Regions from separate parts of the Zea mays genome. Here regions 1 and 3 are each linked to region 2. Evidence: chromatin contacts called from public Hi-C data. All regions are on one chromosome and are shown on one strand. Each heading gives the region's core, a stretch centred on a gene start, on an enhancer-like site or on the middle of the called end of the contact. The rest is flanking DNA. Distances are from core to core; before and after follow the strand shown.

Region 1 (4,388 bases), core at 1,794-4,293, 230 kb after region 2:
CATATCTGAATCTGTAGGTATAGAAATTACGGGCAACGTTGTAAATTGAACTTGCTGGTCAACGTAGTCGCAGCTCACAAGCATTTTTTATGTCAGGGTTCTTGAAGGGAGCGCAGACGGAGGCTCCACCTGGAATATACTTGATGCTCGGAATTCAGAAATGTTCGAGAGCCGTTTCCTGAGGAAAACATTTACAGTGGATAAGAGATATAAGGCAAATGCTTTCAGGTGGGTTTTATACCATCGGCTGATGACTGATGCACACTTTGTCCAAGTAGTTTTAGCGAACCATGTTCCTTCTGACCGAATTGCTTGCTCTATTTTCCTTTGGCAGGTTTAGGTTTCTACGCGTAAGAGATTCCCATTCTAATCCAAGGTTTCAGATAGGATCAATTGATCTATATGGGAAAACCATATGAACTCCCCCCGGAGCTGTGTTTCACTTTTCGGCTTTCTGAACTGCTCGGTCTCACGAGCCTGTGTAGTATCATAAATTCATAATATTGTAATGCGAGCATTTACTGTGGACGCAACGCTCTCTTCAGTATGAATAGATACTGAATAATTAAGAGCATGATATATATTGTTTGCGCGCGCGATTGAGTTCTGAAATATAAGTGAAGTCCCTCGACATGATCAACGATCCTGTTTTCTTGAACTCACAGTCAGGCTCATTATTTTCGTGCTGACCACATAGATGGAACATGAATGAAATATGCAACGCTTGCATGAGAATCGTTCTGCCCCTCCTATCGCTTACCTATGTCTCTACCGCTGGCCTCCCTGTGTTTACAAGGTGCAGCCGCTCCACGGCATTCTGCTGAGTGCCGGTAGCTGGACATGGCCGCATCACAGTGCTGGATCCGGTGTGGATCCCGCATGCACCCTGCCGCCACGTTGGGCGTGTGGATCATCACATTAAAAATTTCAGGCAACTGAAATATACGAGAAGCAGTAAAATATTTCTTCATGAAGAAGCGAAGAGCCAAAATAAAACTTTCTTTATCAGTCGCTCGATGAAGGTCTTGAGACGGCGTAATACCATGCAACTATCGCTCTCCTTGGTCGGATAACCGTTCGGCTGCGGCTCACTGAACAGGTCAGCATTCGTCGTCGACTCGACCACAACAGAACCTGCTGAAAAGCCTGTCCGTCATGTGTTGCGTAGATGCCTCATGGCTACCGTGGTGACATCACCTGTGCCCGTCCCCTGCCCAGTTTTATATATGAATGAATGAAAGACGAGCAGTGAAAAACATGCATGTGACACATTTCTTTTTACAACTTTCGTTTTATAGGTGTTTAGTTTGTAGGAACTATTTTTTAGTTCCTTTATTTTATTTCATAAATTATTAAATACAGAAACTAAAGCTCTATTTAATTTCTGTATTTATTAATTTAGAGATTAAAAAAACTAGTCCTCCAAACACCCCCTTATTCGCAAGTAAGTTGTCACAGTTAATTGGGTTCCACGAGTTACTGAACATTTGGGACACAAGAAAATAGAACAGATTCTTAAAAAAAACATCGCTCTATCCGAGTTAAAATTATGTGCTAATGCATTCGTACAACCGTTAATATATGTATTTTATATATGTGTCTAGATTTATTATTGTCTATTTGATTGTAGACATAAAAAACAAGAGTTAAAATGAATTTTTAAAATAACACACACATATATATAGATCCTTTGCAAGACAGAATTATACTAATATAATATAGGGTATTGTGCACATATACTTGGATAAGATACCAAATTAAGGTGTTGTTGCAAGTAGTATATGAAGAGTGCATTTTTTTTGTTGTTGGAGAAACTTTGTGTGTGCCTCTGCATAAATTGACAAAATTCAACAACGTTCCTTGCACAGTGCATTTCTTGCTGCTAGGGCTGCACTAAAAGGCTGAAACGTATATGGTGTTGCTGCCAGCTGGTAACTGAGACTTGTTCCTCTTGCATGAGTTGAGTGCGCGCAGAAGTGTGATTTCTGCTGCAGCAGTTCGTTACTAGATTGCTTGCAAATTAAAGATAAAATTTCAGATGAGCTAGCTTATGGACGACCACACGGAGAAGAAACCAACAAATAATAATGAGTGTGTGTAAGTAATCAAGATAAAGTTTCAGATAACCGACCGCGGTGAATCACACTAGCTCACCAGTTCGCCGGGAACAAGAGAGAGTGAGAGACGGCAAGAAGTATTGCCGTAAGTACCGGTTGCCGAGGATGCGGAATACCACTATGATCCAGTTTAAATTTTACAAACCCACCCAATCAAATCACCCGCATCAATAACTTTTATTAAATCCATTAGACAAATTGCACTTATACTTAACACAACATCAAAATCAATAATTCAAATCGCTAGATAACTCTTTTATCTCGTTCACTCAAATCCAATGTACAATATTATTTAAATCATTTCTCATCCCTCATCCCCCACTACCCCCATTCGAAGTCCCAGCCTTCCCCTCCCTCTACCCCCGCGTCCCCTCACTCGTGTCACCACCGTAGCTGTCGACCCTTTCTCTCTGCTGTTGTTGAATTATAGCGTTAGTACGAGTCATATGCTAGTCAGCTAGTTCTGGGAAAAAGAAAATAAACAAGCGATTAGTATAAAAAATATTTTCCTTTTTTGATAGTATGTTCTATATCTAAATTATACAACTATCATATTTTAAATAGCAAATATGATAAATTTAGTTGACGATATAAATATTAACACTATTCAATATAATTTTGGTTAAACTTTAGTTAGTTTGGCTGATACAGATCTTATATTTATATTTATTTAGATGTAAAGGAGTACAACACAACGCCCCTGTTTATTTAAAAGAACACTAAAAACGATGCTGAGGAAATTGCAAACCAAATGAAGTTGCGAATGCCAAATTGGGGCAACATGTATTTAGCACAATGGGCTTCTTGCTCTCCGGCCTGCACCACACCCTCGTTGGACCTACGCAACTGGCGGCCCACACAGGCTAGAGCAACGAAGTCCAACAGATAGGAAGGTCCCTCTCCGGCCACAACTCACAAGTCCCCACAGCACTCTCCCCGACCTTGCCGTCCAGTCGTCCACCCCACCGCCGCAGCCTCGCCCCGAGGAGACAGGAGAACAGCAGGATGCCGGCGACGCCGACGATCATCGGCGCCCTCCTGGGACTGGGCACTCAGATGTACTCCAACGCCCTCCGCAAGCTTCCCTACATGCGCCGTATATCCCTTTCTCCCCTTCCCTTTCTCCTATTCCCCTGTTCATTTCTCCGTTTCTTGATCACGCATTGCGTCCCGCGCTCCGTGAGTCGTCCTGGCGCCCCATTTCCGTCTGATCTGCGATATTTCCACCTGCCCTCGTGGTGTTTCGTCTGGTCTGGGCGCCTTCCTTGGTCTTTGGGATCCTAGATGCGATATGGTTCTTGTTTTTTGGGGTTGAAGTCCATTTCTTCGTGATTTAGGAGGCAATACTGCCGAAGAGATACCCCTTTGGTCCCTATTCCACCCTACCATTCATGATTTCAGTATGTGCTTTGTACCAGTCTCCTTTTAGATATGATGATTCATTCTCACGTGCTTATTGTGTCTAAATTGTTATAGATCCTTGGGAGCATGTGTTGGGGATGGGTCTCGGTGCAGTATTTGTGAACCAGCTGGTAAAATTTGACGAGAAGCTCAAGGAGGACCTCGACAAGATGCTTGAGCGCGCCAGGCTAGCCAACGAGCAACGCTACATTGGTACAGTGCTAACTTGCTTATGGCATCTTAACAACAGCAAAGACTTTGCCCAAGTTAGAAGTCTACATCGGATATATCCAAACAATCTCAATTGGTGTTGGACAAACTTTTTTTCAATTGGTGCTACCTGTACTCATGTATATCATCGTTTGAAGCCACAAATTAAGGGTTTATACACGTCGATAGCTGTTCTCTATTCATTTCTGTTCAGAGTTAGATCTTTAGTATATTCCATCTTTTCTAGTCTCCTCTTTCCATATTAACTTCGGTCTTCTCCTATCTCTCTTCCTATTACTATCATGTATTAGTATCCCACTATATATTGGTGTCTCTGGAGGTCTACATCGGATATATTCAAACAATCTCAATTGATGTTGTACAATCTTTTTTTTTCAATTTGGTGCTACCTGTACCCATGTATATCATCATTTCGGACTCGATCCCTTCTTATATAGCCACAAATCCAACATAATATACACATTTCCGCAACACTTATTATCTGTTGAACGTTGAACATGATGCCTTTTTAGCCTAATATCCTGCACCATGCAATGTAACAGGTCTAATTGCTGTCATATAAAAGTTTCCTTTTAGTTTGCGTGATATGCTCTGGTTGCATAGACGCCAAATGTTTGGTGCCACTTCCTCCATCATGCT
Region 2 (4,669 bases), core at 1,660-4,159:
GTAGTGTATAAACCTCAATTTTTCGTAGTTCTCGTGTTGATAACTGGAGAAAGACCTATTGCTCAACAGTTATTCATAAACATCTTTTCAAGTTGCAGTTGCTAAGAAGTTTCTCACAACCATTTATCATAATTCACTCAAATGTGTCAGTTCAGTATAGTTGCAGTCATGTACAGTATATTGAAACAAATAGCACCATATTTACTCAAAGCTTAGTCATATCTCCCATATATACACGGGATTATGGGAATGAGCCTAATAGACTATTTCGGCTGTGAGAGAGTTCACATAATAAAACATGTAAGCTCCCCTTCACTTGGCTTGCTTACTTGCATAAAAAATACTCTTGAAGACCTGACTGAAGCCCAGGTGTTTAACAAAAATAATACTATGTGTACTCCGTGAAAAAATGTCTTTTCTACAATGGCTATAGTATTAAATCGTTGTTTAAGCCTTCTGCTCGTATTATAGTTGCGCGGCGCATAAAGGTACAACAGTATATAATCTTATCAAAAAGATCACAAATAATATCTACAAGCAAAACTAAGGTAACTATGAAAAGTAATTTGGTAAGCAATTCACCCCATCGTGTCCTCTTATCTTCTTGGCTGATGGAGAAATGTTAGTGTCATGCTTCAACTTCTTTTTGGTGGAACCATGGCTCATTGGAGAGTCAGATGTTGGTGAGGTAGCCTCATTCTCATTAGATGGGCTAACGGTTAACTTGCTTCTTTTCCTTTTATATTTCAAACCCCAGTTTCCATCGGCTGCACTTTCACATAAAGAGCTCCTCTCCTTCATCTTCAGCACACTTGCACCAGAGACATACTGCAATCAAAATGAGGAACATGTTTTTTCATTAGTAGCCCAACTCAAAAGAGACAACGTGTAATAGATATAAACTAACTGTTGTCTACTGTGATCTAATACATATGCGATCACAGGACCAGAGTCAGATCTAAAATGAGATCAAGTGTAGTTTAATCAAGTATAAGAACACTACGAGTGCTGATGCATTAGAGCAGTAGGCATTTTGAGGCATAACATATACTAAGATGTCAATGAACAGTTCTGCTCAAGGTCCCAAACAAAGAAAGGTGCATATTGCAACAAATATTTATCTTACTTTGGTTGTTGGTTCAATCGAAAGTTTCCTTTTCTCTTTGGATAATATTGTTGTGGAAGAGCAAATGCAAACATAATAAACTAGAATCTACACAGTAAGTCTAAATGAAGAAATTTCCATCGCATAGGAAATAAACCTGTGTGAAAGCTAAATGACAGAAACAAGATTGGCCAGAATTTGTTGGTTGTTGCTTATAAATTTGTTAATATAATCACATTAATACCCAAATTGGAGCTTTGCATACAAAGCCATAACACAATAAATAGTCAAAACCAAATAAGAAAGATCACTATAAACCCTTACTACAGTGTTATTAAAACTATGTTTCAACAATGTTTAAACTACGTTCAAAACTCTAATTAGAAGTTGAAACCGTGTTTTAGCGTTTTGGCGTTCTAAACTGTAAAACGCAGTGTTTCATGTGTTTTAGACCATTAGCTGCCCAGTCTATTAGTTACTTTTGGGGTCCAATCTGGCTCATGGGTGAAGTTTTGGTAAGCCACTAACCTTGTTGTTTTGGTATTTAACTTCATGTTGTTGTCTGAAATTATGATATATTGGTATTTTTCCTGTGTTGCTTAAAACTACGTTTAAACAATTAAACGTTTAAAAGTCAAAATTTCACCTATGATCGTTTCAATGTTTTATCGTTTTAATAATCTTGCCTTACTAATCAGCTTTGCACAACTAGCTAGCATTACTCATTCAGTGAAATGATACTTAAGTAATTACCAGGAATTTTCCATATCTTGCTGGTCCCCAAAAGCTCATATGATGAACTGCTATAACCATAACCTAGCACAAGATACAGCTATCACTGGAACCAGACCAAGACAAACAGAGGCATCAAAGGTCCACTGCTATTTCAGACCGGACACCCACCCCTAATCCTCACGTCTGAACTGAATCTTCCTAATTTTGGGGTTCACAGCGTTTTTACCCAAGTGCAGAAGAAACAGAGCTGCAAAGACAGACAGACTCCCATTCGGACCTTGTCAACTCTGCGGCAGAAGCATCAGAGCTTGCAAAAGCAGCTCGCCGCCTGTAACTAGCTTCACATCTCATACGGCACAGCCACCACCCACGCCCAAATCCGAACCTACCCCCCCCCCCCCCCAAACTCCATGGCCGGCAAACCATTTCACAAGCAAATTCCCCACAAAACCCCCGTAAACGGCCCAAAAGCGGCGCCAATTCGAGCGGTAGAGATCCATCTCACCTCCCAGCGCCGCCGAATCGATGCCAGAGCGACGGACGCAGCGGCGGATCGCGCGCGAATAGCACCTCTGGAGGCCACGGGGCGGCGCAGAGGCGCCGGCGAGGTCTATGCGGCGGCGGCGGCGGCGTTGGGTCGGATAGGGGAGGGCGGCGCTAATGGGGCGGTGGGCGACGAGGCAAATGGGGAACGGCCGAACGGGCAGGAGAGCGGCGCGACTATCGAGGGGCAGGGGCACCCATCGCATCGGGGGTTGTGAAGGGGGCGCGTGACGAGAGGCGAGCGCTGAGGGCAGCAGGCAGGGCAGAGCGCTTCACGCGTCGCTTTCGGCTGCCCACCCCGGGGACGGTGGGTGACAGGCGGGGCCCTCAGGCGGCAGGGGGGACACGTGGGGGAGGGTGCGCCCGGTGGGCGAGTGGGCGCCGCGCTCGCCGCGGTGGCGTGGAGACGGCGAGGGTGGCCGCGCGCGGCCCGCCGCTCCAGGCGCGGCCGTGGTCGGGGGAGACGGGATTGGTGGAGCGGACGGATCATTTGCTTGGGAAGCTCGTGAATTCTTCAGTGATTTGCGCCCTTCTTTGAGTTTAGACACCTTACTCATATTCAAATTCCACACTCTACTAATAGTATACAATACATAATAGTGTAAAAATATGTTTTTAGGTAAACTTTGAATATACTGCTGTAAACGGTCTTAGACCAGTCCATCTGCAACAAGTCTATCCAAATTTTAACTAAAAACATTCTATATCGTAGACTAAACTATTTATAAAGTAAAATTTAAATATAGATATAAAAATGGTAAGCTATTGGAGATACTCTTATTGCTTTTTTTAGTCTCTCTTCTTTGCCGCCGCTCGCCAATGCGCTCGCACAATTGTCACACCAAAGTCCAAACTTAATAAATTAAATTATCTCTTCCATTCTATGGCTCGGGAATGCCAGTATTAGCATGAATAGGGCTGGACGAAATACTCGTGGCTCAATAACTCGCTCGACTCGGCTCGTTAGTAGCTCGGCTCGACTCGGCTCGTTTTAATTTTGTAGCGAGCCAAACTAGCATTCTAGCTCGATTCTCTAATGAGCCAGCTCGGGTTAGCTCGTGAGCTAGCTCGCGAGCCAAACGGGCCAAACCACAACACAAGTTTGTCTAATCGTTGGTGTCCTCTCATCTCTTACAGTCTTGTTTTCTCATAGTTATGATCTGTGATATGGACATGTGTGGATGTGACATGTGCTTAAATATTTGCATTATTGCATGGCTAACATGTTTGTGGAATGGATGATGAATTGCTTTATAATGATGTTTATTGTTATCTTATTATAACAAGGGTTTGTAAATATATAAGTTAATACATATTTGGTTATTTAATTTAATATCAAAAGTTAGAAGCTAGTATAGTGATACAATAATAATATTATAAAGGTTTTGGGTTTGTAGTGTTAAACATTTAAAATGTAATTTTTCGGTTATATATATATATATTTATGTACGTAGATCCTTGTATTTAGTTGTGGCTCGCGAGCCTAACGAGCCGAGCCAGATTTTAGCTCGTTAGTATAACGAGTCGAGCCGAGCTGGCTTGATATCCACCCCTAAACATGAATCATACGGAAATATAACTCGGTATTCAAATAACTATTTAGAGTTCCTAGAGCTCCTTGTACAACTTGTTTGAAAAACTCATTGTCGGACCTGATTCATCGCCCTTTGTTTTTCAAAATAAAGGGTTCTTTTTTTAGACTTTTCTAATTATCCAAACTAATAGAAGTAGCATTAACCAAATCTTCTTTTTCTCGCTCTATTTCAAAATATCTCTAACAGTTCACTCAAAGTTTACCTAAAAGCATTATTCTGCATTGTATATTGTATTGTTTGCAGAGTGAAATTTGAATATAGTTATGGGTAAGCTGCTGAATATAGTATAAGCTCACTTCCTAGCTAAAATACTCCACTGCACTAGTTACTCATTATAATGGACAATAATAACATTACACTCGTTGTGGATTGTTACGGCTTTAATCCGGCTGCGGCTACAGTTTCTACTGTATTTTTTTTTATGGATTGCAGCTACGACAATCATAGTCATGTACTAAAATATTTGTCACCTTTCTCTCTTTGTTCTGACAACTGCATCATGTGTTGCTTAGTTCGCCTGAGCTATTGGCCAACCGTTCTTTTGTAAGAAAACGCATGCTACTGTTTAAGTTTGAATGTGTCATGACATACACACGAACTAGAAAAATGTTGCTAGATTGTATTGATGTCGATCTGGGCGTCAATCACTGCAATGAGAATCGGCGTCGTTGCTCTCTGCGGAGACGCGGAC
Region 3 (4,513 bases), core at 411-2,910, 210 kb after region 2:
CAGGCGCGCATTTAATGCGTTGCAGTCGACCGTTGCGCGCGAAGTAGCCGTTGCTCCGCTGGCTCACCGGACAGTCCGGTGTGCACTGGACATGTCCGGTGAATTATAGCGGAGCGGATTCCCGAAGCTGGTGAGTTCAGAGTCGCTCTCCTCTGGGGCACCGGACACTGTCCGGTGGTGCACCGGACAGTCCGGTGAATTATAGCGAAGCGCCTCTGAGAATTTCCGAAGGTGAAGAGTTCAGCTTGGAGTCCCCTGGTGCACCGGACACTGTCCGGTGGCACACCGGACAGTCCGGTGCGCCAGACCAGGGCACACTTCGGTTATCCCTTGCTCTCTTTGTTGAACCAATTTCTTGGTCTTTTTATTGGCTTAGTGTGAACCTTTGGCACCTGTATAACTTATAGACTAGAGCAAACTAGCTAGTCCAATTATTTGTGTTGGGCAATTCAACCACCAAAATCAATTAGGAAAATAGGTGTAAGCCTAATTCCCTTTCAGGGGCAGAGGACGCGCCTTCCATGGAGATCGGGTTGTCGCAGACGCGGAGAGCCGGGGCTGGGTTTAGGGACGACACGAGCATCGTGGACTCGCCTTCTATGGAGAGCATGGGCGAGGATCGAGAGCTGGGGCGACGATCTGGGGCGAATTTCTAGGGAGCCGGGGCGGTGATCTGGGCGAGGCCGCGGGGATTGTGGGAGAGAGGAGAGTGTGGCGAGGAGAGTCGGGCGGGAGCATGCTAGTGTATTCCACCCAGCGATTGCAATCTCAACCGGTAAGTATCGATTTTCAGTAAAAGTTACCGTTATCGGTACTTAACGAGAAGAGAAAACCCTTCCGTTTTATTATATTTCGGTTCATAATTCTAAAATATAAAAAATCAAATTTTAGTTAACAAAATCTTTTTTTGGAATTTGCAAGCGAAAAGGTAATCCCTGATTCCACCATATTCTTCTCTTTTAGAAACTCAATTTAGACAGACCACTAAATGATTTTAACAAACAATAATGTTTTGTATAAATATTTTTATAGATATTCTGAATTTGAAACGTTTCTCCTGCCATCAGAATTCCTACGAAAGTACAAAATGGTCCCCGCAGCGGCGGGCCAAAATGCTAACCTACCCGACTACGCATTCTATTATGTAACTAGTAGCTGGCGGCCTAGCGCATCCTTGGGCGCGTTTTGTTAAGCATCTAGGCTAGTTTATAAGTGTTGTTAGAATTGATGATGTAAAACATAATAGAGAAAGTTTTCTGGGTGATAATCTACGTACTTATTATGGAAGAGAGTTGTATCAATATCCAAATGTTCAAAAGGAAACAGAGCGGAATATGTACATATATATGGAATCTAGGGAAACAAATGTATACTTATTAGCACTTTTTGTGGTGTCATGTGACACCAATGAATTTTAGTAATTTTTATTAAAATGTATGTTTGTTAGCATTTAAATGAGTTGATGATTTTATAATTTAATAGAGATGACACTAATAGTTGTTTTATCTAGATCCGCTCTCGAGCATCATACAATGAAAGCTAGATATGTGAGCACCTTATATGTATGAGATTATGTATGCTGTCATATTTGGCGTAGCCAATTGTTTTATATATCATATTCCACTTAATATAATATAGAAACATAATTAAGATGTACCAGTCGCGCGCATCTTTTCCAGTCGCGCCCATCTAACTACGGGTAGACTCGGCAGGACGGCAGCACAGGTCCACGCGGGCGCGGAGGCAACGCTATGGTGGCTCGCCGCTTCGTGGTCCGGCATGGCCCCGCAGCCGGAGGATCAGCCGAGGCGGCGGAGGAGCAACAGCACGAGGTGGAGTACGACACGGAGCACGGCCTCGACGTCCTCCGCCTCCAGATCTTTTCCCTCACCGCCGTCCCGCCCGACCTCCAGAAGGTCCGCAGCACCCCTTCCCTAGTCCCGATCCCATAGTTTCGGCGCGATCCGGACGCCACTGACGCCTGCACTGCTTCCCACTTCCCGGTCGTGCTTGCAGATCGTGGTGGAGGCGGATGGGTCGGTGGTGGACGACGGCACCGACCTGGAAGCCGTCTCTGAGCGCCTGCGCCTCCTTGCTATCGGCGAGGAGGGGGAGGACGACGGGGCAGCGGCCAGGGCGCAGGAGAAGTCCGACGAGGAATTCGCACGGATGCTTCAGGTGCAGAGTTGCTGACATCGCCGATTTTTCTGCTCTGGTTCGGCTAAGGTCGAGGCGTCGAGCTATTTTAATTTGCATTGCATTGCGATGTTGGCGGTAGCTGGTGGGCTCACTTGGTTTGGTAGGGGATTGGAGGATGGGCCATGAAATTAGTTTGTTTCAGCTAGAAATGGCCTGGAGTTCCCTTGCACTCTTGTTTCGGTAGCACAGCTATTAGCCCTCTGTTCTTAAGGCGTCGCCTAGGCGTCCAGGCGGTGGTCTAACGCCTAGGCGCCTTGCCCGCCTACCTCGCCTAGGCGTCCAGGCGGTGCTCCAACGCCTTGGACCACCTTACCGCTTTAAGAACCATGTATTAGCCTAATAACGGTATTTAGAGCTGTTCACATGTTTAGACTCCAGTCCAGAGTTCTTTTGGTTACTGATTTCAGTTAAGCTGATATTTGAACCATGTGGGCTGGGAGGTATATGGATTAGGGTCAGGTGCTAATTAGGTGTTATTATCTTGGCTTGAACTTGGAAACATTAGTGTGTTATTAGATCAAGGAGTTATGTGGTTCAACATAAACACAAAATTTATTTGGTGAAACATAAATATTTCACCTGACTCCATCGCGGTTGCCGCTTGAGTCGTGTAGGAACTCTTGTGCTGTTGGACATTTGGTTAAACTGATGCATTTCAAGAAAGATTAGAGGCTGATTTATGGAGTCTTAAGGATTAAGCTGGATCTGGGAAAGGTTCCTTTATTTCACTCCACAGTGTATGATGTCATATGGAATTGAAAGTTACCATGCCGATGTTAAAACCCACTTACCCACCCTAGCTGAAGATGGCCTAATAAGATTTACAGGGGTGGCAAGGAGAACCCTTCCTAATTCTCTATGTGGGTCCACTATACTATTTTCACCATATATGCAACATGTTGACAATATCCTAATGACCCCTAAGACCCTAATGGATTACATATAACAGGTCCTGGTGTTTTTTGTGTTTACCTTTTGTTTTTGTGTTCTTGGAGGGAAATAAATGTTTGAAAAGTTATGTATGTTATGTTTTGATTCTAAAAAGGATTCATAATTTTGCACATCATATGCAAACAAGCCTTACCAGTAGGCCATCAACGCTCAAGTAGCACTCATCCCAGTTTTGGTCTCCAGTGAGACAAATTTCAGGATATTTTCTTACGGTTTATCTTAGGTTACATATCCCCATGACACTCCGTGTTAGTTGTTTATGGGATTAAAGAAATAAACTCGACCAACCTAGGAAGAACCAGGTGTCATTACATATAATAAAAACAGACACTCAAACCTGAGTTTAAAATGAATTGAATCTGTGTGACCCACACCTCCCTGTTGTTCTGGAAATTACATCCTGGATTCATTCATTCGTTGTAAAAAGTACACACAACCATGGGTTTTAATAATTTAATGTGATAGTGCATACTTGTGCTTAGGCACTGGGTCATGTGGAAGCCTCCGACACTGGGTCTGCCTGCATACTGTGCTCAGGAGGCCTAGGTTTCACTGATTTTTAGTCTATTTTATGTGCAAGAGATGTTCATGTGTATGTGGATGTGGATGTATATGTGTGTGTATCTTCTTTGTACTTCTAAAATGGCGCATATGATATTAGTCACAGGCTACTATGGTAGATAAATTCACATGGTAAATGCAAGGTAACTAGTAACTACACACCATTGCTGCCATTTTTGCATGATTAATTTTTCATGGATTCCCAACAGGGAGCAACCTGGTGGTATCATTCTATGTTGAGGCTGTTTCAATGTCACCACACTTCACCAATTTGGCCACCAGTCACCACAGTTTAGGAAAAGCAAAATGTGCCAATACTGGGTACGAAGAAACTTTTTCTAACTTTAGTTCATTTCTGGTTGTCATGCCTCACCTTGCCTGGCAAAATTAGTTGGCATGAAGTGTGTTTATTTCCGTCCACTCACCTTTTGCACCCAAGTGTTTCTGCTTTTGATAGCCAAATGGCCCTTCATCCATTAGCAAGGCTAGGCGGCTAAGCTAGGCTAGGCTAGGCAATGAAAACCAAGTATTACTTTATTGTCACAGTAAACTACAGCAATGGAATGAAGTAATTCCTACTTGTATACTTTTTTCTGAGCAAAAATAAAATAACTAACATTGATAAACAGCTATTATTGATGAAGTAATGGAATGAAGTAATTCCTACTTGTGGCTCTCTCGTAATAGGGCTGTTTTTGATGGAGTGAGCCCTTCCATTAATTTGACAAAGAGGTTGTTTCTAGATGAGTTGATTAGTTGGAGTAAGGCGGGAGCGAAGCATTTAGACAGTTTTGGAATTTTT

Evidence for each region. Hi-C and Micro-C count contacts between places; a contact is called where the count stands out from the background.
Region 1: a Hi-C map of leaf shows a contact between it and region 2, with 2.9 times the contacts expected there. The contact joins the promoter of LOC100276162 here to the promoter of LOC103647692 in region 2. A contact is called at or near these places in 3 of 25 Hi-C or Micro-C datasets (ear and leaf).
Region 3: a contact with region 2 is called in a Hi-C map of ear, with 2.1 times the contacts expected there. The contact joins the promoter of LOC100304380 here to the promoter of LOC103647692 in region 2. A contact is called at or near these places in 2 of 25 Hi-C or Micro-C datasets (ear and leaf).

What each region holds. Positions count from the first base shown.
Region 1 is chr2:207,533,110-207,537,497 of Zm-B73-REFERENCE-NAM-5.0, reverse strand. It overlaps LOC100276162, which reads left to right and starts at 3,043. Exons shown (of 3, transcript NM_001360977.1): 1 at 3,043-3,213; 2 at 3,594-3,731. The coding sequence starts at 3,123. It overlaps LOC100304380, which reads left to right. Exons shown (of 16, transcript NM_001361416.1): 15 at 97-228; 16 at 335-656. The coding sequence ends at 419.
Region 2 is chr2:207,765,102-207,769,770 of Zm-B73-REFERENCE-NAM-5.0, reverse strand. LOC103647692 (protein CHROMATIN REMODELING 4) reads right to left here and starts at 2,909. Exons shown (of 11, transcript XM_008672203.4): 1 at 2,346-2,909; 2 at 583-828. The coding sequence starts at 801.
Region 3 is chr2:207,553,022-207,557,534 of Zm-B73-REFERENCE-NAM-5.0, reverse strand. LOC100304380 reads left to right here and starts at 1,660. Exons shown (of 16, transcript NM_001361416.1): 1 at 1,660-1,916; 2 at 2,017-2,178. The coding sequence starts at 1,752.